Linked DNA regions of Mus musculus: all the other regions are linked to region 4. The links are chromatin contacts, called in public HiChIP or PLAC-seq and promoter capture Hi-C maps. All regions are on one chromosome and are shown on one strand. Each heading gives the region's core, a stretch centred on a gene start, on an enhancer-like site or on the middle of the called end of the contact. The rest is flanking DNA. Distances are from core to core; before and after follow the strand shown. Region 1 overlaps Rgs6 (regulator of G-protein signaling 6). Region 2 overlaps Rgs6 (regulator of G-protein signaling 6). Region 3 overlaps Rgs6 (regulator of G-protein signaling 6). Region 4 holds the start of Rgs6 (regulator of G-protein signaling 6).

Region 1 (5,747 bases), core at 1,930-4,429, 300 kb before region 4:
CAATCTGCATCTCTCCCCCCTCCCCCCATATCAAGGTTGTCTGTGCCAGGGGACTAGGCCCATATCTGAACCTTCACTGGGTACATTTTTAGGTTTGACTCTCTCTCTCACTCTCTCTCACTCTCTCTCTCTTCTCTCTCCCCTACATTAGCACACATTTCCCTGTCCTCATAGCTAGGTTCACTTCATCCCAAGCAGCCACTTTTTCCACTGGGCAGGGAACCAACAATAATTGCTCCAAATATGCCCTTCCTTATGTTTCACAGTTCAATGAGAATATGCACGCCTCTGCCAAATGGTGAAAGTTGAGTTTGCTGACTGCTGAACACCTTATTTGTCTCGCTTTCATGAATTCATTCAGCTACTTGGTACTCATGGAATCCTCTATATTGGGAGCAGGCACCTGGGACCTGGGTCCATATTCACATCCTCTGAACTCATCTTTCTTATCATCTCTGATGGCCTAGAGACCATATAGCAACCATTCAACAGGATGGCGACATGCCAGCTCCTGTTGTGACCATAACCCAAGCCTCTAGATTAGAGTCTTTCATTCCTGTTGCAATGCCAGGCGAGGAGTGCCTTCCTTCTATTCCTCAAAGTTTAGGGAGGAGAAATGTCCTGAGTACTCTAGAGGAGTTTACTGAATCAACAGTCATCTCTAAGTGTAGGCTGGATCTTCAGTGGAGTACCAGTCACTGGGTACCTTCAATGCCTTTCATTAAATACCCTTTTCTATCTAGCACTACATTTTAAAGATCTATGTGTGCATGTGTGTGTGTGTGTGTGTGTGTGTGTGTGTGTGTGTTTGTGTATGTGTAGTTATAGGTAGTTGTGAGCTGCCTCATGTGGATAGCTGGGAACCCAACCTGGCCTCCCTCAAGAACAATAAGCACTCAACCTGTGAAGCATCCCTCAAGCCCCTAGCACCGCACGTTAGGACACCAGGGAAGTCGCAGCCATGTTTAGGTTTGGGTATCTATTTTTTTTTTCTTATAATTGGGAAAGCCCAATCAGCATCCTCACCTCAGTTGTGTTTCTAAAAATTAGCAGTTTGCTGTTAAAGACATCTCACCATAGTGAGAAACAAACCTCGACAAAAATACCAACTTAAAGAAGCCTGGTATATCAACTTTGCGATTGGGAGGGTGAAGCAGGAGGACTGCGAGGTCCAAGTATGGGTAATAACGTGAATAACAGGTTATCCTGGACTATATAGCGAGAACCCGGCTTTTAAAAAAAATACAAAAGCTAAAATAAAACCAATCCCTCCAATACTATAGACTTCACAGTAACAGTAATGATGATGCTAATACTCTGATAACAGTAAAACATGATGGAATACTCTGATCATTCTGTTGGCACTTACTGGGATACCTAAGTCATACTTTTGCTATGATACCATTTTGCTACGATATTCTGATTAAAATATTCAGCTATGTGAAACCTTAAAGGAAATATTAAAATTTTTCCACGACTAAAGAGAAGCTAGAATGAGACGGTCTGGGTAAGCTGGAGGAGTGCGCATGCGCATGCCTGCTGAGGCGCTTTACTCTGCTACCTGACACACCTGGTCAGTGAGCGTTCCTCCCAACCCTGACCTGATTTCACAGCATTATTAGCAGCAACCATACTCTACGCGTACCATATGTCAGCCTTCTCCCACGTGTTCTCCAAATCAACCCCCTCGAATCAGGTTTATCGCGTGTTCGCTGAACGCACCATAAGGGGTTTTACATAGCACTCCAGATATCAGATGCCAAATTTCCTAGTGGAATAAACAGTGCAGGAGGTAAGGCAGTAGGGAATGAAGGGGACTGTGGCAAACCTCGAATCACATGCCACATTAAAAAGGAGCTGCAACAACGGCCACTCAGTGCCAATATTTATCTGATTTTTAAAGGAGGTTTAAGAATGTATTTATTGTGAAATCTGATTTCTAAAATATATTTAATCAAAATTTTTCCGATATCAAGCCAAAACAAAATCAAACAAGCCGCCTACATATGCTGGCAGGTGCCGTTCCCGTTCCCCGTTTGCACAGCAGGCATTATTGGCTGCACTACACTCAGTCTGGTCTCTGCAGACCTTGAGAACAGTCTTTCAGCTGAGGCACTGAGATTGTTTCCCCTGTTCCCAGTCTGTAGTTGATCTCACCAACAATGCAATTAAGGGCGGTGATAAGGATGCCATCAGTATAGCAGCTAGGAAGCACAGAAGAACATCTGGCGCCTGCCCACCCACACATCTGCACCAGGGCACACCTCCTGGTCTATGCCGCCACCCCCACCTCCTCCTAATGTCTCTTAATGTATGTCATCTCCATGTTGTTCATACAAACACATGAGTCTCCTTAGAGTCCCCCATGACACCAAGTTGAGGATAAGTGATCTTTACAGTCATCTCCATGAAAGAGATCTTCTTCGCCCTATCTGATGGATGGATAAATCCATAAGGCTAACCTGATAGTTAATAAGCATGAAGACCCAACCTCTCTCTTCTAACTTCAAATCAAGATCCCCTTAAGTATTAATAAAAACAATACGTGAGCTGGGTTTACTATCCCAGCACTGGGGAGGTAGGGACAGCTAATTCCCTAGTGCTTTCTGGCCAGCCTATTCAGAAAACTCTAGACCAGTGTTTAAACAATACAAAGTGACTGGCTAGCTCCCAAGGAACAACACTGAGGCCTCTCTCCCACGCTGGTACCTATATCCGCAAATGGAAACATGCACACACATGTGCATATATACACACAGAACTAAAACAAAGCAAAAATGATATGTACAGCAGAAATCTGAAACTCAGATACCTCCCAGGCTTGCTCCTGTAGACATTGGAGGAGGTGTTTCTCATGGCTACTGAATTGTGAAGTGGCTTAATTCCCTAGAACACAATACAAAGTGACACCCCCTTAGAGAAGACAAAGAACACCCCTTTGGAAGACATTAAAATCTGGCATTCTTGTAACATAAATGAACTGCCTGGTCTTTGAATTGTCACCCCAGTTAGAGAACTGAGCCAGGGAATTTGATGAGATACAATATATGAGCCCTGATTTAAGTGTGCCCCATGAAGACATGGGGTGCATTTTAGCTTGTCTGAGGAGGAGTGCCTCTCTGTAACAGAGACTCTCAAATTCAGGCCTTGGGGCAGCTCTGTGAGGGTGGGAGAGCACAAAGAAATTCTTTGAATTTTTCTGTAATCAAATCTCCAGAGAGCTCTAAAATGATTCAGCTGTGTACAAAGCCGTTCTTTGCCTCAGATTGAATTATGCCGCTCCAACCTATTTGGATTAAATTATAACAGTATATGAGCACAAGATGTTCCTAGGTCTTAAGGAATTTGTTGTTCAGACTCAGTATTGTTCTTATTCTTAGTTTCTTTCCCCATAAATAATGTTGAAGCCACAGGGTTTCAAGCTTGCTCTAGTGGCAGAAGTGTCCCTCCCCCTTTCCCAAGCAGGCCTCCTAGATGCAGCACTCTGTTGGGTGACAAACAGGGTCTGTGGGATGTTCTTGGGTGTGCTGGCCTTTGTCTAGAGTCACAGTGAAGTTCACCTTGCCCTTTATCCCCCATCTTAAGGATTACACTTCAAGGCTGCCCAGCTATTGTCTCATTTTGGAGCGAATCAGTAGGACCCAAAATGGGCAGGGGAAATGCTATGAAGTGGCTCTGAAGAATCTAAGCATTGTATAGGACTTGGCTCAACCCTTGTCAGGACATATTGTTAATATTATAAATGTCTAGATGACCATCTACTTGGGTCATCACAACATCATTAGTACAAAGCAAACCCGTAGTGCCTGCAAATACTGGATTCCTGAGTATCTTTTAACACTACTAAAGATGAAAGGGTTTTAAGAGAATTCTGAACACTCCTCTGGGAGGTGCTGGCCATCCAATGGCATGATTGTGGGTGTGTCCATAGCCCTCGGAGATACTGGATAAGCCTTGATCCAATGCCCACAGGAGTAAGTTAACAATTGCCTGCAGTCACTAACTTTTCATTAGAATTTCTAAAACTGAAGATCAAGGGGTTACTTTGATCATTTAAAATTTAAAACTAAAATAACTTGAATGTTGCTAAAGTCACTCTTACCAAACATAGCAGATCATCAATAATGGAATTTGGTAGCTGTATGACTCCTGGAATTTTGGTATATTATCTTAGCAATAGTGTTGGGGAGGCATTACTTTGGCCCTAATTCCCAGAACCAATCAGTAATAATTGATTGAGTAATAAGTTAAATCTATACTCCCAACCTCTTTTCTTTAACCACTTTGGACCATTGTGTTGTTACTGTGATTACCCTGTGGCCAACCATCAGATAATCTATTCAAGTTGACCAGCCATAAATCTGCCTACTATTTTTACCCTTTTCTTCAGATAAAGATGCTTACTCCTCTCTCTCTCTCCTCCCTCTCTCCCCCTTCTCCCCCAACCTCTCTCTCTTCCTCCTCCTCCTTCCTTCTCTACCCACCCCAGGTCTTCCACTGAGTGCCTTAAAGAGGCAGTTGTCCTCTTTAAGGATCTTATAGTTCAGATAAATGTCCTCTCATGACATTTCTAGGAGGGAGAAGAATCTTTAAGAGGTAGAATCTAGTAGGAAGTCCTCTAGTCATTATCTATATGAGCTTGAAGGGTATCCTGGGGACCCAGAATTTTCCTCTTTCTGTCTTTCTGTCTAGGATATTAGTGAACAGTTTTATTTTACATTGCCACAATGGCTTATTATTTTAACATAAGCCCAAAAGCATCGTAGCCAACCAGACATTGACTGTAGCCTCTGAGACTGTGAGCCATAAGAACTCCTTTTTATAAGCTAATTATCCAAGGCAGTTGTTATAGTATCCCAAACCAGACTAATATCCTCTATAAATATGTATCTTGATCTGTATACAGCCTCATCTGTGATACTAGCCTACAACACTTTATGATACATGTCTTTATACATGATTCTAGGAAGAGCACACGCTGAGAACCACTGCTAAGATGCTGAGGAACCCAGACCTTGTTGGGACTCAGAAAACTTCAGGCAGCCCTTGATATGCCTCTTTGATACCACCTCAGTTTCCCATTTCTTTCTCCCCTGGGTCAACTTCCACTCTTGCAGGCACAGGACACCTTGTGGATTTAAGACCTGTATCCCACAAATAGAACTTAATGACCTTCCCTCACTTCTCTGAAAACTCATTACCTACAGAATAAAAGACCTAGGGATGTGGCACACCTGGATAGACTCTTCTTTTAGGTTCATTCAAATTCCAAGGATGATTCTGCAAGTTCCTCTCTGTTTCCCAGGCCCATTCCTTATCCCTAACAATCACCGATGATGCCTCACAATAGCCTGTATTTCTCAACTCATAAGCATTTCAACTTCATTGAGCTATTGGTAGGTTACACACAGGGTGTGACCAACAGAATGTTCATACATTTGTGTATCTTGTCTTCTGTTCATGTGTCTATTGTCAGTCCCTCCCGTCAGATGGAGCAGGGAATTTTCCCTTCATGCCTCTGATTTCGTGAGGTCCAAAGCTCTACTGGCAGGAACAGGATGTTCCCCGAGTGGCACAAGCATTCTGCCTTCTGTCTTGCAGGTTCCCTGAGAGTTACAATCTTGAGACATGGAAGGTTCTCCTTCGTATCCTTCTTTGAGCATAAAGAACTGAGTAAAGCTCACACTGTACAATAATCTAAGGTTGTTGGGTAGCATATTACACAGAAAAGCAACTGACCAGACCCA
Region 2 (5,791 bases), core at 3,142-5,641, 430 kb before region 4:
AGACCTTTGTTGACGTGACCTTCATCAGTCTGGACCCTCATCAGCCATTACTCATACCAGGGCCACAGGAGTCTCACTTATTAAATTAGCTGGGTTAGAGTTCTCAGAATATTAATAATGATAATAACAATGAATACAATAATTCCTTCAGAAGGGCAAGGAAGTGCTCTTAGAAAATTCTACTATGAGAAATGGCCTTAGGTTAGCATGACAGTAAAAAGAAGCGGGGACTTCAGATGAATGTCCCCAAATAGCTAGATGCCTATCCAGGCTGGTTGCACAGATGAGCAACCAGAAGCCCAGACTGTCTGATGGAAACACCAAGGGAAGGAGATACCAAGGGGTCTAGCTACTAACCGGCATAGTGCCTGTGCTTCTTTTCCTTGTGAGCTAAAAACTTCACTCAAATTAAGAATTTTTGTGAGTTGCCAGAGTGGCCACCGATCCAGGGCATGAAAAGGGCCAGGGTTACTTCCGACAACCACTCGCTTGTTTCCATCAACTTCATTTAATTGAATTACTTGAAATTGCATTGTTATCCACTCAACCGTAGATTAACAAAGTCAGGTGAAAACGCAAGGCTGGGGTGGCATATTGATTTCAACAGAGAATCAGAATCAGAGGCCTGACATTTGGTGTGAGCACTTGCTGTAAATTCTCAGAAAGCACGGAGATTGGGGTTCACTTAACTTGCGTTAACTTTGTCCTCCGAGGAGGGTCATTAAGAACATCAGAGGAGAGGGCTGGGTCTATGTAGCTCAGTGGTAGAATGCTCGCCCAATAAGAACAGGCCCTGGGTTCACTTGGCACTAATGGGAACCCCAGAGTAGATAACTGTAAGTGTGATCTTTGAGTGTTCATAACACCAGTGAAACCAGACAAGTGAATGTGTGCCGAATGCAGAAAACAAACCCTAGACTTGCAGCACACTGATGAAAAGCAACTTTAGCTGCTTAGAAGTTTCTTTTTTTTTTCCTGGAGGCATCTCCCCCATTTTCTAATTAGACTGTAAATTAGACATTTTTTCTGAATATTTTCTGATGGAAGGGCAGCTGTGGGAACCGTCTCATTGATCAGAGTTTTGCCTTTTTTTTTTTCTTTTCTTTCTGGTGGGCTTTGCCTGGTTGAAATGCACAATTAGAGTTGAAAAAAAATCACTTCCTCACTTCTTGCAGGAGCGGAAAACAGAAGGAGTTTTAGCAAATAATTAAACATCTTAATTGTGGATCAGACAATCTAATTTTAAGAGCTGCTTCTAGAAGGCTGCTCGGTGACAGGGCTACAACTTATCTTTAATTGCTACGGCTAACGAGAGAATTCATCTCATTTCCCACGCTATTGTGATGAGCTCTTTGGCATTCTAAATAGTGGCTCACTTCCTCAAAGGGTGATTTTTTTTTTTAACGTGATGATAGGCATTCAGTGGAGAAAATGAACGACTTCTATCTGCAAATACAATGATCCCACATCCTGGACCCCACAATGATAAGCCTTCTTTTCAAGACTGTAGGAGCCCCTTGGAGAAGTTGGCTATGGCATGTGTACCAACACCAGGGCAGGTAAAGGCAAGGTCAAGGGTCAAGGTAAAGGCCAAGGTAAAGGTCAAGGGTCAAGTACCTGGGTCCTCAATGGAAAGGTTCTTCATAAGCCACTGTACAATGTCAGTACCTGCAAGGACAAAGCAATCACAGTTGAAGATCTCATTGGTAGCAGATGTAACGTCTTCACCAGAGTCCTAAGCTATCCTAAGCCCAGCAGCACATAGTCCAAGAGATGCACAGTATTGATACTTTCCCATGGTACCCAGCCTTTCCTATCCACTGGAACATTTCCACGGTTATGATGCAATCATTGTTATCCCTCCTTTTCTTCCTTCTTTAATGGACAAGGCTTTGGTGCATCCCAGGCTGGCCTTGAATTTTCTATACAGACGAGGATGCTGAGATCCCAGTCTTGCACCACCGTGCCTAGTTTCTACAGTCCTGGGGCTCAAACACAGGGCTTCATGCATTCTAGGCAACCAGTTGAGCTGCACTCCCTATATTCCAATCTTTTTACAAGAAAGGAAGAAAAACAAACAGGAAAAAGAAAGGAAGAAAAAATAAAAACCTACCGATCAAACCAACCAAACAAACCAAAACGAAAAATCCAAATTCACTTCTGAGGTCTCAGTTTTATCTGCATTTCTAGGGAGCATCCGTCAGAAACTTACTGAGGACATGGATTTCAGTGGTTTCCCCAAGACAGGCTGGCAAGACCTGAGTATGCCTGCTCCCAGAACATTTCGTCCTTGGCATCATGCCTACCGACAAGGGCTAACCAGCTCAGGAGACTTCAAGGTTCTTGAAAAACCCATTCATTTCAGCTGTGAGTCCATTCTGAATCAACATGCCTCTGGGTCTGCAGTAGACACTTCGGAGTCTTCACTCGCAGCGTCTCCATTTTGCTTCGGGCCCCAGCTACCTTACATATCCAACCCCCACCCCTGAAGAAGGCTGTGAACCTACTATACTAATTATAGGCGTGGGTAGAATGACCTATACCACGTCCTGATCTGGCCTGTGAAAACTCCTGTGTGGGCCATGCACACCTCCCAGACCCTTCCCTTAGTTCTCTGGGAGACTGAGTGAAACAGACACACAGTATGGATGGGGTCGTGGATCTCACCATGAAAATGTAGGACTCTTTGGGGTCCTCGTGAGAGGCATTATCTGTGTTTGGAATAAGCCCAGTTCTTAGGGACTCACGAACTCCCTGCCCGGCAGTGTGCTCTAGGGTAAGTCACGCTTGAACAGAAATTCTTCCTCTTGGTTTTGTCTTCTGGTGACAGAACAGTGAACCTGAACCCAGACCTCATTACTCTGAGACCATCCTGTCAGATTTTGGTCAGTCCTCCGATCAGTCATCAGTGTTCCAGTGTGGCAGACCTGCATTCATCCCATGGTTTGGTCTGGAGCCCCTTGCCATGGGCCACAGTCCCTGAACAAACTCCCTTTTACTATCTTCCTTTAAAAAGATGCACCTAGAACCAAGAGCAGCTTAGCTCACACAGGAGTGTGTAGAGAGCAGGGGAATCCCTGAGGGAGTGTGTATTATTGATGTGCCAAGGTCCCCAGTAGCTCAATTCTGTGGAGCTGGGAAAGCCTTCTTCCTGACGAGGCTCAGAAGCACAGCAAAGTCTTCTTTGTGGGGAGGGGGCGGTCCAGGTCTAAACTTCCTTTCTTAGGAGTTTACAGATGGAGACAGTCCCTTACAGAGATCTCTTACCGAGACTAGCTATCACTGCTCCCTGGGCGATACGTAACAAACACAGAGAGAGAGAGGATCTGGGTCGCCAGGGTGGTCAGTGCAGCTCCATCAGAGTACACACAGCCCCACCTGACCCAGCTTTTGGGTACTGATATCTCTGTGTTGGTTCTCATTCGTTTGCCTCTATAGTCAGGATTTTAGGATCCAGGCCTCCAGGTACATCACAGGCATGCAGGAACCCAATATCTGCAAGATTCCAAATATCTGATCTACCCACCATGTCACCCGAAGATTTCATTTTACACAGACCTCTAAACATGGCTTTATCATACTTTGATAGAAAATGGGTTCAAAGGAACAATATTTCCAGATCTGAGTCGAGAGCAGGTCTGAAACCCTGGTGTGTGTGTGTGTGTGTGTGTGTGTGTGTGTGTGTGTGTGTGTGTGTGTGTGTGTGAGGGAAAGCAGGCAGGGGAGGGTAGATTAGATTAGCAGGCTAATCGCTGCCTGGCTAGCTTCCCAGACAGGTGAATGAGATCCAACAGAGGAATTTACTGAGACACTCTTTTTTTGAGAATCAAAAATTTCAGACATTTGATCATTAGACTAGAAGTGAGATCTCTGATGGCGGGACAGCCTGGACCTTTGGTGTCTGATTTCTGTGTGGCTCAATGCCAGTGCCTTGGCGCTGCCAGGGCTTTACCCTTGTCCTCATGGGCTTTGCCTGGGGTCAGCCCTCATTGACAATTCCATTTCCTCACATGTCAGCCTCTAAGGCAAGACTAGGAAGCTTCCCACCCGAGCTTCCGGACCACATCTATGAGCCGAAACTGGATGTAAAAACACTTCAATCCGTTCCCATCCTTTGAGAGGGCGTTCACTTGTACCTCCGTGGGTACGTGTGTGCGCATGCTCATTTTCCCCCCACATCGCAGAAGTTCTGTTATTTGTTCTAGGAAATGCAGAACAAAACAGACATCAGCTAAGAACTGTAATCCCAAACTGGGGGTGGGGGAGAGACACTAACCTGTTCTTTTTTTTTTTTTTTTCCTTAAAGAAAAATAGTTCTTTTCTGTGGGTTGCCTGGAAACCGAGAGGCTTCCAGGATCACTCCGACTCTCCCCGGGGCCTGTGGATTATCTTTCCGCTGAGCTTGCTCAGCCATTATTTATCACCTGCCAAGATTGATTGCTCACTCTGGGACAATGACAGCCCTTCCTTTCCCCTGTTAATTACTGTCATCATTAATATCCATGTCACTAATTAGTATTCATTCACATTGAAACTCCTTCCCTGCTCTCCTACCCACCCTCCCCAGGCCCCAGGCCCATTGTCTGGATTTCTAACCCTCTTTGGCACTCAGTTTCTGGTCCAATTTTTCTCTGGCTCTACCAAACCCTGGTCACCTTCACTGAGCTAAAGGATAGCAATTAAGCACTTTTCTCCTCCCACTAACACTTTGGGGACCACAGAGCTGGGTTTTGTGTCCTGGTATAGTGACACTGGCAGTTGCCATGTGGGGATTAAGCTGCTATTCTTGGCTATCCTGGGTAAGGATACTTTATCTGCTGTTCCGTCACTGTCTCTCACACACAGTGGGTACCATTCTGTGGCCTGCGGCAAGCATGCTGGAGGATGCTTAGGGATGGGTCCGCTTCCCCCTCACTGCTTTTTAGGAGTGCTATTTCCTGCTTCTAAGGACTGACTGATCCACAAATGGCCTACCCCAGCTTTGGGGCTGGAAATGAACCACTGTGGTTCAGCCCCACAATAAGCAGGAAAGGCAAATATGTCATAATATTATGAAAGTGCTCCAACTAGGCATGTTATAGCCAGATGGGAACAGTCCACACAGCAACGGGAGCAAGCATTTGCTTTTAATTTTTCCTCTCTCTCCACCAACTCCAGCGACTGTCCTTTCCTTTCTCTCCACAAAAGAATTTGAAGAAGATTCATTTCTGTTTCATCGGAAAATAACTGCTGCCTTCTGTTTCCACTGTTGGTTTTTAGAGCTTACCTTTGTAAGACGCCCTGCAGGGACTTACAGACTGATAACACGGCACAGTGTAACACACACAGCGGAGTTACTCTGTTCCCTAGAGCCCAAGACACTGACCTAGAAGCTGTCTTCCTGAGGCCAATTGCATCTCTCTCTCTCTCTCTTTCTGTGTTATGTACATGCTATGTGGGTGCGTGTACAAGTATTTTACACATGCATTTGTATGTCAGAGATGAATGCACACACCTCCTTCAGCTACTCTTTACGTCATTCTTGAGACAGGGCCTCTCTCTCTCTCTGTCTCTGTTTCTGTCTCTGTCTCTCTCTCTGAGACAGGATTTCTCTGTGTAGCCCTGGCTGTCCTGGAACTCACTCTGTAGACCAGGCTGACCTCAAACTTGGAGATTCGTCTTCTTCTGCCTCCTGAAAAGTAAGGTTTCTTATTGAATCTGGAGCTCATCTACTCAGCTACGCTGTCTGTCTGTCTGTCTGTCCAGTGAGCTACAGGAATCTACCTATGTCTGTTTTCCCAGTACAGGAATT
Region 3 (5,663 bases), core at 1,246-3,745, 370 kb before region 4:
GCTTTCATGGAGTTGGTAGGCATGCTGCCCAGGATCTGTCTGCCTCTCGCTGGACAGGTGGGGAGGAGATAGGGTTGGAAACTGGGAACTTGGGAAACTTGCCTCTTGCTTCAATTATCATCTTTGTGACCCAGTTACTATGCAGGAAAGGAGATCTGAGGAGGCTCATCTGCTATCCAGTGACATTGAAGTGACCTTCTGTGGACATTGTGCTTAGAATCTACACCTCTGTATGGGGAGCTGCTAAGGCATGGCTCTGTGCTTCTTGCAAATAAGGCTTGCTGAGCCTTGGTGATGATCTGATAATGGTTTCTACTTTGTTCTCCCCTCTCCAACTTTCTATCCATTTCCCCACAGAACATTTATTTGCTAAGTCTCACCCTTGCAGTTCTTCATTTCTCACCTTTTAAGAATGCAATTTTGTAGTAATAGTTTGCCTTTTATCTTCTCCTCCTAAATATGCCATTCTCTTATTTCAGTATATTTCCTTTGGGGCCTTCCCAATCCCAACCTAGCTAGACACAGATGGAGTGCAGAAGTTTCTTTATCAACTTTACCCAAGGAATAGCTAAGAATTTACTTAGGAGTTCCTAATAGGAGTTACAAAAATTTCTTTGATATGTCAATGGGGGAAACTCCAAACTCAAAATCCCAGAAGGTATGGGCAAGCAGGTTATCTCTTAACTAGGTAGGGAGTACCTTATAGATAAACACATGGAAATTGTAGTATCCTGTCAAGTCCTTGGACATCATGACTCTCCCATTTATATTTTTTTCTATAAAATGTCTCCAGATATTCAATCCATTATTTCAAACTGTGTCCTAGACAGAACCATCTGATGCCCTTCCCAATCTCAACTCAGAGCGAACCAACACTATCCTTGGATCTATTTTCTCAAACTCACAACTTTCTCAAGCCTATATACTGGGCCAAGGAATCTCCTTTACCTAATATAGCTTACAACAATACAAGACATAAAGATTTTTGTTAGATGCATCTAGTTTCAGGTCTGATGGCACACATTTGTAAGTCTAGTACTTGGGAGGTTGAGGCAAAAGTTCAAGGTCAGCCTGGAGTACATAGCAAGTTCAAAATCAGCTTGCTCTAAAAAGGGGAAAGCCTATCACAAAGACTCCTATCTTGTGAGTAAACACCCAGGAGGCATAAGCAATGTCTATATCGCTAAGAAACTGTCAAACTCCATTGAGGGTAGCTGCAACATTTCACACTCCCATCAACAACAAGACAAAGCTCCAACTCCCCCATGCCATACCAGCACCACCAGAATATTTTAAGTTCTCATTTTAGCTACCGAGGTGCATGACAAATACCTAGTTCTGATGGCTCCTGAATTTTGGAAAGCAAATAGCTAAATTTTGGAAATGAAAGGATCACCAGAACTTTTGCCTAAGTCCATTTACTTATTTGTTTGGATAGCAAGGGATACACACTCTACAAGAAAGCTATGAAGAAAAAACAAGGACTTAATCAACTAAAATAGAGAACAAACAGGGAGGGGAATTCAATTTACTAGCACTTAACAAGAGGACTCTAAGATGTTGATGTTATTTATAAAGCAAAATGCTATGTGACGTCTCTATGATTTTTTTTGTAACTATAGGCATATCTAATATATTTCACAAAGACTTTAAAGGGGGGCTGGAAAGGCCCCTCAGCAGTTGACAGTACGATGCTGCTTTTGCTGAGGACCTGAGTTCAGTTCCCACATCCACACTGGGAGGCTCACAACCACCAGTAACCCCAGCCGGAGGGCACTTCATGCCTCCTTCTGGCTTTTATAGACACCCCTACTTATGTGTGCATGCATGTGTGTACACACAATTAAAAAATAAGAAAATCTTAATTTCTGAAGAAAGAAGCTTGACTATATTGAACCACAAAAAAGTAACAGGATGCAGAGCAATATTTTAAAATTCCTTTCTAAAAGGAGTTGGAGCACAGTAGATTAAAAACTTAGCAAAAGCACTTTATAGAATTTGAGCATTTCTTAAGACATGAAATTTTCCTTTAAATGTGCTTAAATGGAGCTAGGCATGGTGGTACATACCTGTTATCCCAGCACTGGGAGACCGAGGCATGAAGACTACAGTTTCAAGATCAGTCTGAGTTACATAGTATAGTCATGTCCCCAGTGAAACAGGCAAACAAACAAGCCCCAACAAAATGAAGCCTGCTTAATGTTTATAAGCACGTCGGCATTTGTTTATAGCCACAGGCCACACTGCTAACCTGTCAGTTCATCTACTCCCAGAGGCAGTAGCTACACACGCTTGAAAGGCTCATAACACTAAAGTGGTTCTTAATGATGTGCAAAGTGTAGGCTTTTACTAAAAACCGAGACTGGGAGGGGCGTCGAGTCAAGATCCTCATAGAGGTTTTCATGTTAATCTTCCGTTCCCTAGACACCTCCACATCACTGTCTAAATCACATAACTCTTTAATAGTCATTCTGGTTGTCAGTGACACCTTCTAAGGATATGTTACCTGTGACGACACTGGGGATTTTGGAGAGAAAGCTCTTAACTGTTCTGATGGGCACACCCCCTGTCTTGTCATCTTGCATCTTTGTAATGATGTCCTCAATCTGAAAGAGGTTGAAGAAAAGAGGTGTTAGTTGTTTTCTTGCACAGTTGTAAGAAGGGAAGCCTTTATCAAATAGTCCCAGTGTGTATAAGTGTTAATAACAGGCATCAGGGAAAACCCGAGTCAGTCAGGCAACAGTCTCAGTGTCTTCTGGGCATGAGAACATCAGAGCATGTTCTGTAGGAACAAACCCTTAGTGAACAGAGGAAGGGAGAAGTGATTGGAGTCCTTAATAGGATACCAACATGAACATCGTGTGTGATGAGATTTCTTCTCTTTCTCAAAGTAAATTTAAACCATAGAAAACCACCAGAACTGACTCCAAGGAATGGCAGTTTCCTAAAGTTCACCCTAAAATGTCAACACGAATCAGTCACTGGGAAGTTCAGGCAGGAATTCCTTTGGCAGAGACCACAGTGCACAGCAGCAGTTCCATTGGGAGAAACAGAGCAGGGGAGTGATCGGCTAAAAAGGACACATGTCTGTAGGCATGGATTCACAAGCCAATGGAATTTCCTGGGCAGAAATGTCCAGAACAGGATATAGGAACGTTTGTAACAGGGATATGGATCTTTTTGTTAGGGGAGGTGGAACAGCTAGAGAAGGGGAGAGGCTAGCATGTACTATTGACACAGTTTTGATTCCATAACCAATAGAAATATCTTGGGATAAATTCTCTGAGTAAGTCTTTATTGGGATCACATAATTTTAAAGACAGAAACCTAAAGCTATAACTTACTTTCCTCTAGTTCCACATGCTATGATGGCATTTCAGGGGTAAACTGAGTTTCTCAAAGACACGGGACTAGTAATTGCTTTGGTAGCAATAGATGTGTTGTTAGATACAAAGTTAGGACATGCTGTAATATCATTGCCACCATTAAGATGATAAAAACGCCTACCAGGCATTCAGAATACATTCTCATCAACACACACAGAATGTACTTGCTCACAAGTCTTTGATTAGAACTAGACATCTAAGCCAGGACTCAAGGCACTATATCTTCTGGTTGTCAGGAGCAGAGAGCTACACATCTGTAGTCAATATCAATGGCTATGGCAGAGGCTAAGAACTCCCTCAGCCATCACCAGGTCCCACAGATGCCCAGTGGCAGAGCCAACTTAGAATCTAGTTGTAGACTCCAGGGCTCCGGTTTTTAACCCCGAGCCATTCTGCCTTACAACAGGATTCACAGAAAACCAGCCAAGTGTGAAAGCCACCCTTCCCTGAAGATTTCTTGGTTTTGCTGCAAAAGTACTGAGAAAGAGGGACTAAGAATGAGGCTCCAAGGCAGAATACTTGTCTAGAATGTAAAATATCCTGCATCCCATCCCAAGCATCACTAAATAAATACATGAATGAATGAATGAATGAATGAATGAATGAATGAGAGACTGAGAAAGAATCCTAAGGCCCCAGCCCTTCAGATGACAGGGAGTATCTCACAGGCAGGGGAGTCTTTCCCTGCAGCCTGATCATCTCTGTTCTATTTAATTATAGTCTAAGAAGCAATCTAATTCCCATTTCCATTATCCGCCTCAGCTTCTGCTCAAGTCTAAGCTCAACTCAACCAAATAAGCAGCCGAGTATCACTCATCGATGGTGAAGAAGAGCTAGTGCTAGAAAAATGGTCACATTTTAAAAGTAATCTATGCGTTTGATCTGGTGTGCTGTTTGAAACCAGAGGCATCGGTTACTTTGATGGTTGCTGTGAGAAAACCAGAAGCACCTTTGAGGATTGACGGGAAGCCAATAATTCAATTCAGTTAGACTTCTGAGTAGGCATTAGACAGTAAGAATAATCAGTCTCTGCCACTGTGGGTCAAATGGGAAGAACTGGCTGCCCAGAGGAGTTCTCCATGGCTCCTTTCTCCTCTGCCCAGTTGCTTCCCCAAGTGATGGAATTTCAGAAGGACGTGTTTACTAAAGATGCACGGATCTCATTATGTTGGTCCACAATATACCAAGAAGTGCACTGTTCATTAGAGGTAATAGCCAGATCAAAAGACCAGTCTTGCTGGGTGTGGTTGCTTATGTCTGTAATCCCAGCACCAGAGAAGTAGGGAGGAGAACATCACAAGTTCAAGACCAGCCAGGCTATGGAGTGAAAACAGAAAAAAAGGCACAAAGGACAAAAGGACTGCCAATTCCTTACTGGACTGTAAAGGGGATTCCATCCTGAGTGGTTCACAGCATCACAAGAATAGAGAAGGAATTGCTGGTTCTAATGCCTGACTCTGCCTCAGTATTGATACACTGTAGTCCCTGCCCTGGCCTCATGGTGGAAATAAAATCTGCCATTGACATTTTGTCATGAGACTTGCCTGGCTGCTGTTACTGAATAGTGTGGCATGCGCTCAGCAGGTGCCTGTGCACGCCAGCTCTCAACCTTAGATAGTTGATGTCCCAAGAAAGATGTGAGACATTCTCAGTGAGTAACCCCGTATCTTAGGCAACCCAACCCCAGCTTCCTTGCTCATTTGGAAGGAAGAAGCCAATGTGTCTATGCCACTGACCTGGGATGGTTTACTCTACAGCAAAATATAGTAAGGCTCTGACGGAAGGCACTTTTAAAAATTGTCAAAGCCACAACAGATATTTGGTAGGCAATCAGAATGGATGTATTAGATTTAGGGTGCCTTTGGAACCAACCCACTTTAAGAATGCAGAAATTCAATATACAGTCGGTACTTACCATCTACGTTAATACACTCATACACTGTCCTGGTTTAGGTGGCTGATTTCACCATTGAGTCAGACAAGGCAACTCTTCCTGATGCTGGACCATCACCCACTACAACACACTCTCTCTGAAGTTCCTTGTCATGCGTTTTGGAGAATTCCCAAGAATTTATAAGAAGGCCTTAGGAACTTATAAAAGCACTGAGAAGTGCGGTCAAATATCTTGAACAGATTTCTAATTTGTTTCTCCATCTTAAAAGTTCTGTAGTAAAGATGTCAGCATGGAGACCCAGAAGGCCTCAGAGCTGGTGTGTAACAAAGCTGTAATTCCTACCCAAGTCTTCCTGAATGCAGTATGTCATCAGAATCTATCAA
Region 4 (6,322 bases), core at 467-2,966:
CAGTGCCCAAGATCACCTCGGTAGCTACACGATTTAGATTAACAGCCCTAGCAGCGAAAGAACTCAAACAATTTATCATCTCTGCAGTACCCGTGCATAAAGGCTTTGGCTTACAAAGGTGTGTCTGTGGGAACTGTCCTGTTTCCCTCTGTTCTCCACTTTGAAGGGATACGTCCCTTCTAATGCAAAGTAAGTTCAGAGCAAGAATAAATATAGAAGTCACAGAAACTTTCAGGCAGCCCAGATCCAACTCCACACAATTGCCCATCTACCTAGTTGTGAAACTGACTTGTGGGAGCCTTGTTTATAGTGTACTATCCTCGGACAGCAAAGGGCTTCGACGCATCGCGCACATACTGGCAACCCATCCTCTAACAGCCTGATAAACACCAACCCAGGTCTTACTCTCCCATTCTCCCTGGAGAGAAAAAGATGAAATGGTGGGCTTTAACCTCCTCCTGGTTGCCTTTCAAGTTTTCCTTTAGGGCTGCTAAAGGGCTTTTATCAGAACTTACCTACAGGTCCAGTTTCTAAGCAGGCACTGATGCTGCGAGAATAATTCCAAACCAACGAGATTCAAAACATGTTCAATTTATTTGCAGACTTAGAAATGCCACTGTCTCCGTGAGAGAGAAAACGCACCCACTTTGTCAAATTAAAAAAGAATGAAAACCCGCAGCTTTTCCTCTGAACAAATTTAAATTTTCTGGGTCACTTCCCTCATCACACTTTTTAAGCAGCCTGACCTGCTCAGAAAAGCCTATACCTACCGTCTGTGAAAGCAACTCCCAAGCCTCAGACCTCACCACCCGCCCCTGCGGTCCTCACCTCACCACGGAGCCTCGCCCTTTCAACCCACAAATCGGGAGCTTATTCTCAGGAAAAGTTGCTGGAGGTAGATTCCCCCACCTGCGCTCTCCGAGCGGATGGCTGGGAAGAAGAGAAAGCCTTCGGGGCCCCGCACGCCCTCCAGGCCCAGGCTCGGAGCGCGTCCCACCCCAAAGCCGGGAAGGCGATTTCCACGCAGACCTGCACCCATCCCACACAAGTCCGCATGCCAGCTCGCCGAGTCACTTACGTAAGCTCGCCCTGCACAGTCCCAAACTGCAGACACACACCCGCACCTGTCACGCATCCGAAATGGACAAGCGCCCACCCCCGAGGAATGCAAGCCACACAGATCGGGGCGCGGGTGCGGCTTCCATTCCTTTTCCTCCGGGTTCTTTTCTTGTCCCTTTTTTGTCCAACTACAATTACCTTAGCAACCAAAGAATTGTCTCGACTCGCTCCGGCGTCTCAGTTTCTCCTAAAGCCCGGCTGGCGCCCGGCTCATGATAAGGCTGGGGAACCCGGGAGTCGCCAGCTCTCGGGGGGTGGAGGAGCGGCCAAATCTGTCCGGGCACTGCTCTCCCGAGTGTCGCCTTCTCCTCCTCTTCCACCTTCTTGGTGCCACTCTACGAGGCGGCGACCGCAGGGGGCTCAGCGAGCACACTGTACAGCTCCGGACCCGGGAGGAGGCGCGGCGGGTCTCATGGTGCCAGGGCGCGGGGCTCCCGGGGTGTTTCCCTCGCCCCTCGCTGGTCCGGACCGGAACCGCCCCCTCGGCGCCCGCAGCAACAGGGACCCCGGGGCGCCCCCGGGCGGAGTTCTTGGCCACCCGGTGGGGGCCGATCGCCAAGGAGCTGCCCGGAGTCGCGCAGCCCAGGCGCTCGGCTCGGCCGCTGCCGCAGCGGCGCCCGCTGTCGGGGACCCAGAGCAGCTGCAGCCTCGCGCCGCGCACCTGGGCGCCCGCACCTGGCCTGAGCCACGCGCTATGAGCGGGACCCTGACACCTGAGCACGTTCTTAGGTCGCCGCCGCCAGGCTCACCTGTCCCGGCGCCGCCCGGGGTACGGATCAGGCCCTGTGCAGCAAGCGAGGAAAAAAATAATCTGCAGATTCCAGGCAACCGAGCAGCTACCTAGAAAACTGAGGGACTGTGTTAAACAAGCCAAGGCTCCTCTCCTTGCTGCCAGGATGACCGTGTACTGAAACTTTAGTGGCGCCAAGGTGCTCACGATTCTGGCCTGAGGTGCTGTCCCGGTAGCTTTTGAATCCCTCACTGACGTGGGGCTGGCGCCCTCTAAATTAAAATGAGCCAGTGCGTTCGTCAGAGATATTGTTGCTAATCTCGTGGTTTTATTTATTCAACGTTTACACCACACAGCGTTGGGAGCGCTTTGTGGTTGATACTATCTTGAAACAATACAAAAGGGAATCTAAGGGGGAAACTATGCACAATATCCTTGGGCAAGAAGAGAAGCTTTGACATTCAAATGAACAAGGGTAACTTGAATGGACATTTTAACCTGAGAGTCCTGAAACGTGATTTTTGATGACTTATGACTGGGTTGCAGATGTAGCTCACCTAATATAGTGCTTTCCCCAGCACTGAGTAAACCCCGACAGAGATGGTATCCACCTGTAATACTCAGGGGCTGGAAGCAGAAAGAACAGAAGTTCGAGGCCAGCTTTGGCTACTTAGGGAGTCCGTGAGTCACACTGGACTACATGAAGGCCTGTCTCAAATTATTTTAGGGAACTGTAGTTGGAGGTAGGACAAGGTGGTTGGTACTAAATAGTTACCAGTAGATGTGTATGTATGTCAATGTTACCAACACCAATAATAAATCAGTAATTTATACTTTAGTGTATTAATCACAGAAAAAAATAAATAAATTACTCCAAGTCATTGGGGATGAATGATCTGGACTCTTCATCTTTATGGCTCTGGGGGTGAAAATTTAAAGTTTCCTTGGCAATATGCATGTTTGTCAACACTGCTGTGCATAAATATGCAAATAACAAAGAACATCAGTTAAAGGTAAATAGATTCTTCTGAATGTAAATCCATTCTTCTAAAATGGCAGATTGTTAAAGATGGCTTCTGATTGAGCGAGGCCCGAGGACAAGGCTGCTAACTCAGAAGGTGGCCTTGGGTAGGATCCAACCCCTGTAAATAACACCTATAACCATGGATTTCTATAATATACTGATTCAAGAAAATAGACATGTCTGTGTTGTTTCCTCACATAAAGCTAGTGTGCTAGCCACACTAAGAGTGACCTGTTTTTAGGAACTGTACTCTGAAGTCTGAAGGGGTCAGTGAGTGTAAGTTGGAGATAAGATGTGCCTAGGAACCCTGTGTGTGCCCTATTGGTAGGGGTAAGCACTTTAAGTCAGAGGTGGGACCCAGTAGAAGGAAGCTGGGTCCATGGAGGGGTCCCACTGAAGGGTGTATGATGAGACTAGCTCCTCCCTCAGTCTCCACGCAGTATACAGGTCTCCTACCAGCATCCTCCAAGACAGTAGCTTGAAGCACAAGACCAAAAAACCATAGGCTAAAAATCTCTGAAACTTGACGCCAAAAGAAGTCTTTCCTTCTTGTAAATTGTTTGTCTCCAGTATTTTGCCACTGGGAAGAGAAAGTGCCTAATACACAGTCATTTGTTACTTATTCACAGATGGTTGGAAACTAGGAACACCCAAATAAAGTGAACAAACGAACTAGTCTGTCCACCTGCTCGTGTAATGTGTTTTGTAATTCAATATGACTTCAGAAGAGATGGCTTAAAAAGATACACTGAGGTATAATTGTTCTCTTCGCCAAGATGAACAACAAAGACTTTGTCTTCATTTAATTTTATGTGTATGGATGTTTTGCCTGCATGTATGTGTACCCTGTGTGTGCAATACCAGCTGGAGGCCAGAAGAGGTGACAGATCCCCTGGGACCAGAGTTAGAGCTGGTTGTGAGCCAGAATGAGGGTTCTTGGAACCAAATTCAGCACCTCTGGAAAAGATGCTCTTAACCGCCGAGTCATCTCTCTAGCCCCTAAAGACTCATCACTTTTGACAAGTGTCCCTCACAGGTTTCCTTGAAGTATTATCTCATCATTAACTGAGATAAAAAGACAGTCTCTCTGCACACTACTCAGTGAATATATACAATTTCACTCTGCATATCACACTGTGAATATGTACAATCCCACTCTGCCTGTTTCCATTAGCCAACCTCGTATTCCTGAAGGCCTTGCTACACAGAACAATCTTTCCAGAAACTCTAAAGTATAAAATAAATATAGTAATGTATAAAATCCTGAATCTTTTCATCACTTCATTACCAGATGAGGGGCTACAGCTAAGCCTGTGATAGAATTGCCATTGGGACATCTCTGTTAACTTCATTTTAATAACTTCATTAAGAGCAAAGATAGAACAGTTGCATGTACACGCCTCTGAAACATTTAGAGGCTGTGGGTTTGTGGAGGGCAATGAGTTTGAGTATGAGATAACCCACATCTTGGGTTATGGATTTGTTATATTTAACAGTACATGTTACATATCCATCTCAACTTTCCTTCAGTGTGTGTTATGTGTAGTTTGTTATTTGGGGGGGGGGGGTGATATGTGCAATGTATGTTTGTATATGTGAGTACAAATGGACACCACAGTGTGTCTATGGAGGTCAGAGGAAAACCTTGGGTGTTAGTGTTTCTCCCACTTCACTTGAGACAGGGTCTCCTGGTTGTTCGAAGCTGTGTTCACAAGGCCTGCAAGCTTCCAGAGATTCTCCTATCTCTGTTTCCCGTCTCCTGCAGAAACACAAGGATTGCAGGCACACACTATCCTGCCTGGCTTACATGGGTCGGGAGAATTCAAATGTCGTCACAAATGTGCACCCACTGAGCCATCTCCCTGGCTTATGTATGTAGTCTTTCATCCTGATAGCTAAGGACCATGTTATTTCCATTTTGACAAAGACAGGAACTTGATTTTGAGTCACCTTTTCCTCATGGTGCATCCTGAAAAAACAAACAAACAAACAAGTGTTCTCATAGTGTGTAAGGTACTGCAGCCAAGCCTGATGACCTAAGTTGGATCCCCAGAATCCACATGGTGGAAAGAAAAGACTGATTCCAGTAAGTTATTCTCTGTCTAACCTCCACATAGTATCCCGTGCTCACACGCATGCGCGCACACACACACACACACACACACACACACACACACACACGATAAGCAAACACATTTGTTTTTAAGTTTTAGAAATGTCTGTTTAAAGGCCACAGCCTCGGCACCATGGTGGGAGGCAGGAGGTGCTGACTGGAACTTGGCAATAGCGAGTCTTGATCTCTGCCTCAGAATAGATTAACCCAAATTTCTGGCAGTGGAGACTCAAGGATCTACTTTTGACCAAGAATTTTTAAGCTGCAGCTTGTGGGCGTTCCCTTAAGAGACCACTCATCATTTTCTATTGCTGTTGTTAATATTAACCATATTAGGAGGCGGACCGTGGCAAGCAAACTCAAAATTATATAGGCTGGGGGTTTCCTCTTTCTAGTGTTAGTCTGTGATCTGCAGTCTCAAACCCCCAGTGTCTGGGAACAAATGTGTTTATATCTTAGTGCTGGGTGGTTACGTTTTGGGACTTGGAAGTGATGTCATGTCAAAGTAAAGTTTGTATTTACAAAGTTCCAAAACTTAATAGTCAGGAGCCAGGGAGATGTGCTCCAACTACTAGACACAGGGCAAAAATTACATCAGCAATAACAAACTTTTAAAAAGCTAAACAAGACTAAAATAACCATGGAATGCTGTTTATAGAAGCAGTTAAGAACCACGGGCCTCACTCAGGGACTTCCCAGACCCTTTGGCAGGGGCTATGCCTGCTAGAACCTTGTAGTCAGAGCAGTAAGAGATAGGCTATGCCCTGGGCGTTAGACAACTTCCCTGGACTGGAAATCTCTGTTCCTCTCTTTAGGTTCTGGGATTCTCACAGGTGGCCATAGTTACAGGGATATTGAATAATGGGTTTTCTTTTAAAATTATATTTGCTTACATTTGTGCTTAGATTGATCCCCCTATCTCAGTGTGTGTGTGTGTGTGTGTGTGTGTGTGTACGTGTGCATATAGCTATGGCTATTCTGGGTTATATGCATGCAAAAAGAAAAGACAACCCGTTTCTAATGCTGACTGTGCAAGCTAAAGTCATCACAATGATATGGTACTTGCATAAAATCTGACTCATGGCTAATGGTACACACAGAATGCCAAGAAACAAGTCTAACAATGGACGGCCAACTAATTTTTTACAAGGAACCAGCAAACCCCACAGAGAATACACAATCTATTTAATTAATGGTTCTGAGAAAAGTTGGAGATTCTCACACAAAAGAATGAAGCCAGGTCCCTTTCTGCCAGCACACACAAGCATCAGCTTGGAGTGGGCTTAGCACCAGAACAGGAGACGTGAAGGGGAGATCCTAATACATCCTAAAGAGA

The links. Promoter capture Hi-C pulls out the DNA fragments that hold promoters and counts their contacts. HiChIP or PLAC-seq counts read pairs in DNA pulled down with a chosen protein or histone mark.
Region 1: a promoter capture Hi-C map of stem cell-derived epiblast-like cells shows a contact between it and region 4, with 2.3 times the contacts expected there. The contact joins the enhancer-like site here to the promoter of Rgs6 in region 4. A contact is called at or near these places in 7 of 39 promoter capture datasets (the HPC-7 cell line, cranial neural crest, frontonasal cranial neural crest and 3 more), 5 of 484 Hi-C or Micro-C datasets (the HL-1 cell line, cardiomyocytes, cerebral cortex and 2 more), 11 of 115 datasets of contacts at active chromatin or transcription factors (astrocytes, craniofacial prominence, embryonic basal ganglia and 8 more) and 3 of 9 other capture datasets (adipose tissue, embryonic stem cells and liver).
Region 2: an H3K4me3 HiChIP or PLAC-seq map of forebrain shows a contact between it and region 4, with 3 times the contacts expected there. The contact joins the enhancer-like site here to the promoter of Rgs6 in region 4. A contact is called at or near these places in 2 of 39 promoter capture datasets (embryonic stem cells and liver), 6 of 115 datasets of contacts at active chromatin or transcription factors (embryonic forebrain, embryonic stem cells, fibro-adipogenic progenitors and 2 more) and 3 of 9 other capture datasets (embryonic stem cells, liver and pancreatic islet).
Region 3: an H3K4me3 HiChIP or PLAC-seq map of embryonic basal ganglia shows a contact between it and region 4, with 4 times the contacts expected there. The contact joins the enhancer-like site here to the promoter of Rgs6 in region 4. A contact is called at or near these places in 6 of 39 promoter capture datasets (the HPC-7 cell line, cranial neural crest, epiblast stem cells and 3 more), 10 of 115 datasets of contacts at active chromatin or transcription factors (SST interneurons, craniofacial prominence, embryonic basal ganglia and 7 more) and 1 of 9 other capture datasets (pancreatic islet).

What each region holds. Positions count from the first base shown.
Region 1 is chr12:82,917,798-82,923,544 of GRCm38.p6, reverse strand. The region is part of intron 2 of Rgs6 (regulator of G-protein signaling 6); the gene reads right to left. Among named protein-coding and RNA genes, the nearest start is that of 1700085C21Rik, 18 kb to the left of the region's middle. Within about 2 kb of position 3,179, at least 28 of the 459 cell types and tissues checked have an H3K27ac peak or open chromatin away from gene starts, as enhancers often do. A contact at or near this core is called in astrocytes and craniofacial prominence, where this site is marked.
Region 2 is chr12:83,043,436-83,049,226 of GRCm38.p6, reverse strand. It overlaps Rgs6 (regulator of G-protein signaling 6), which reads right to left. Exons shown (of 17, transcript NM_015812.4): 4 at 1,618-1,668. Among named protein-coding and RNA genes, the nearest start is that of Gm31187, 36 kb to the left of the region's middle. Within about 2 kb of position 4,391, at least 39 of the 459 cell types and tissues checked have an H3K27ac peak or open chromatin away from gene starts, as enhancers often do. A contact at or near this core is called in forebrain and stem cell-derived neural progenitor cells, where this site is marked.
Region 3 is chr12:82,982,238-82,987,900 of GRCm38.p6, reverse strand. Rgs6 (regulator of G-protein signaling 6) reads right to left here. Exons shown (of 17, transcript NM_015812.4): 3 at 2,507-2,606. Among named protein-coding and RNA genes, the nearest start is that of Gm31308, 20 kb to the left of the region's middle. Within about 2 kb of position 2,495, at least 3 of the 459 cell types and tissues checked have an H3K27ac peak or open chromatin away from gene starts, as enhancers often do. A contact at or near this core is called in embryonic basal ganglia, where this site is marked.
Region 4 is chr12:82,612,319-82,618,640 of GRCm38.p6, reverse strand. Rgs6 (regulator of G-protein signaling 6) reads right to left here and starts at 1,716. Exons shown (of 17, transcript NM_015812.4): 1 at 1,258-1,716.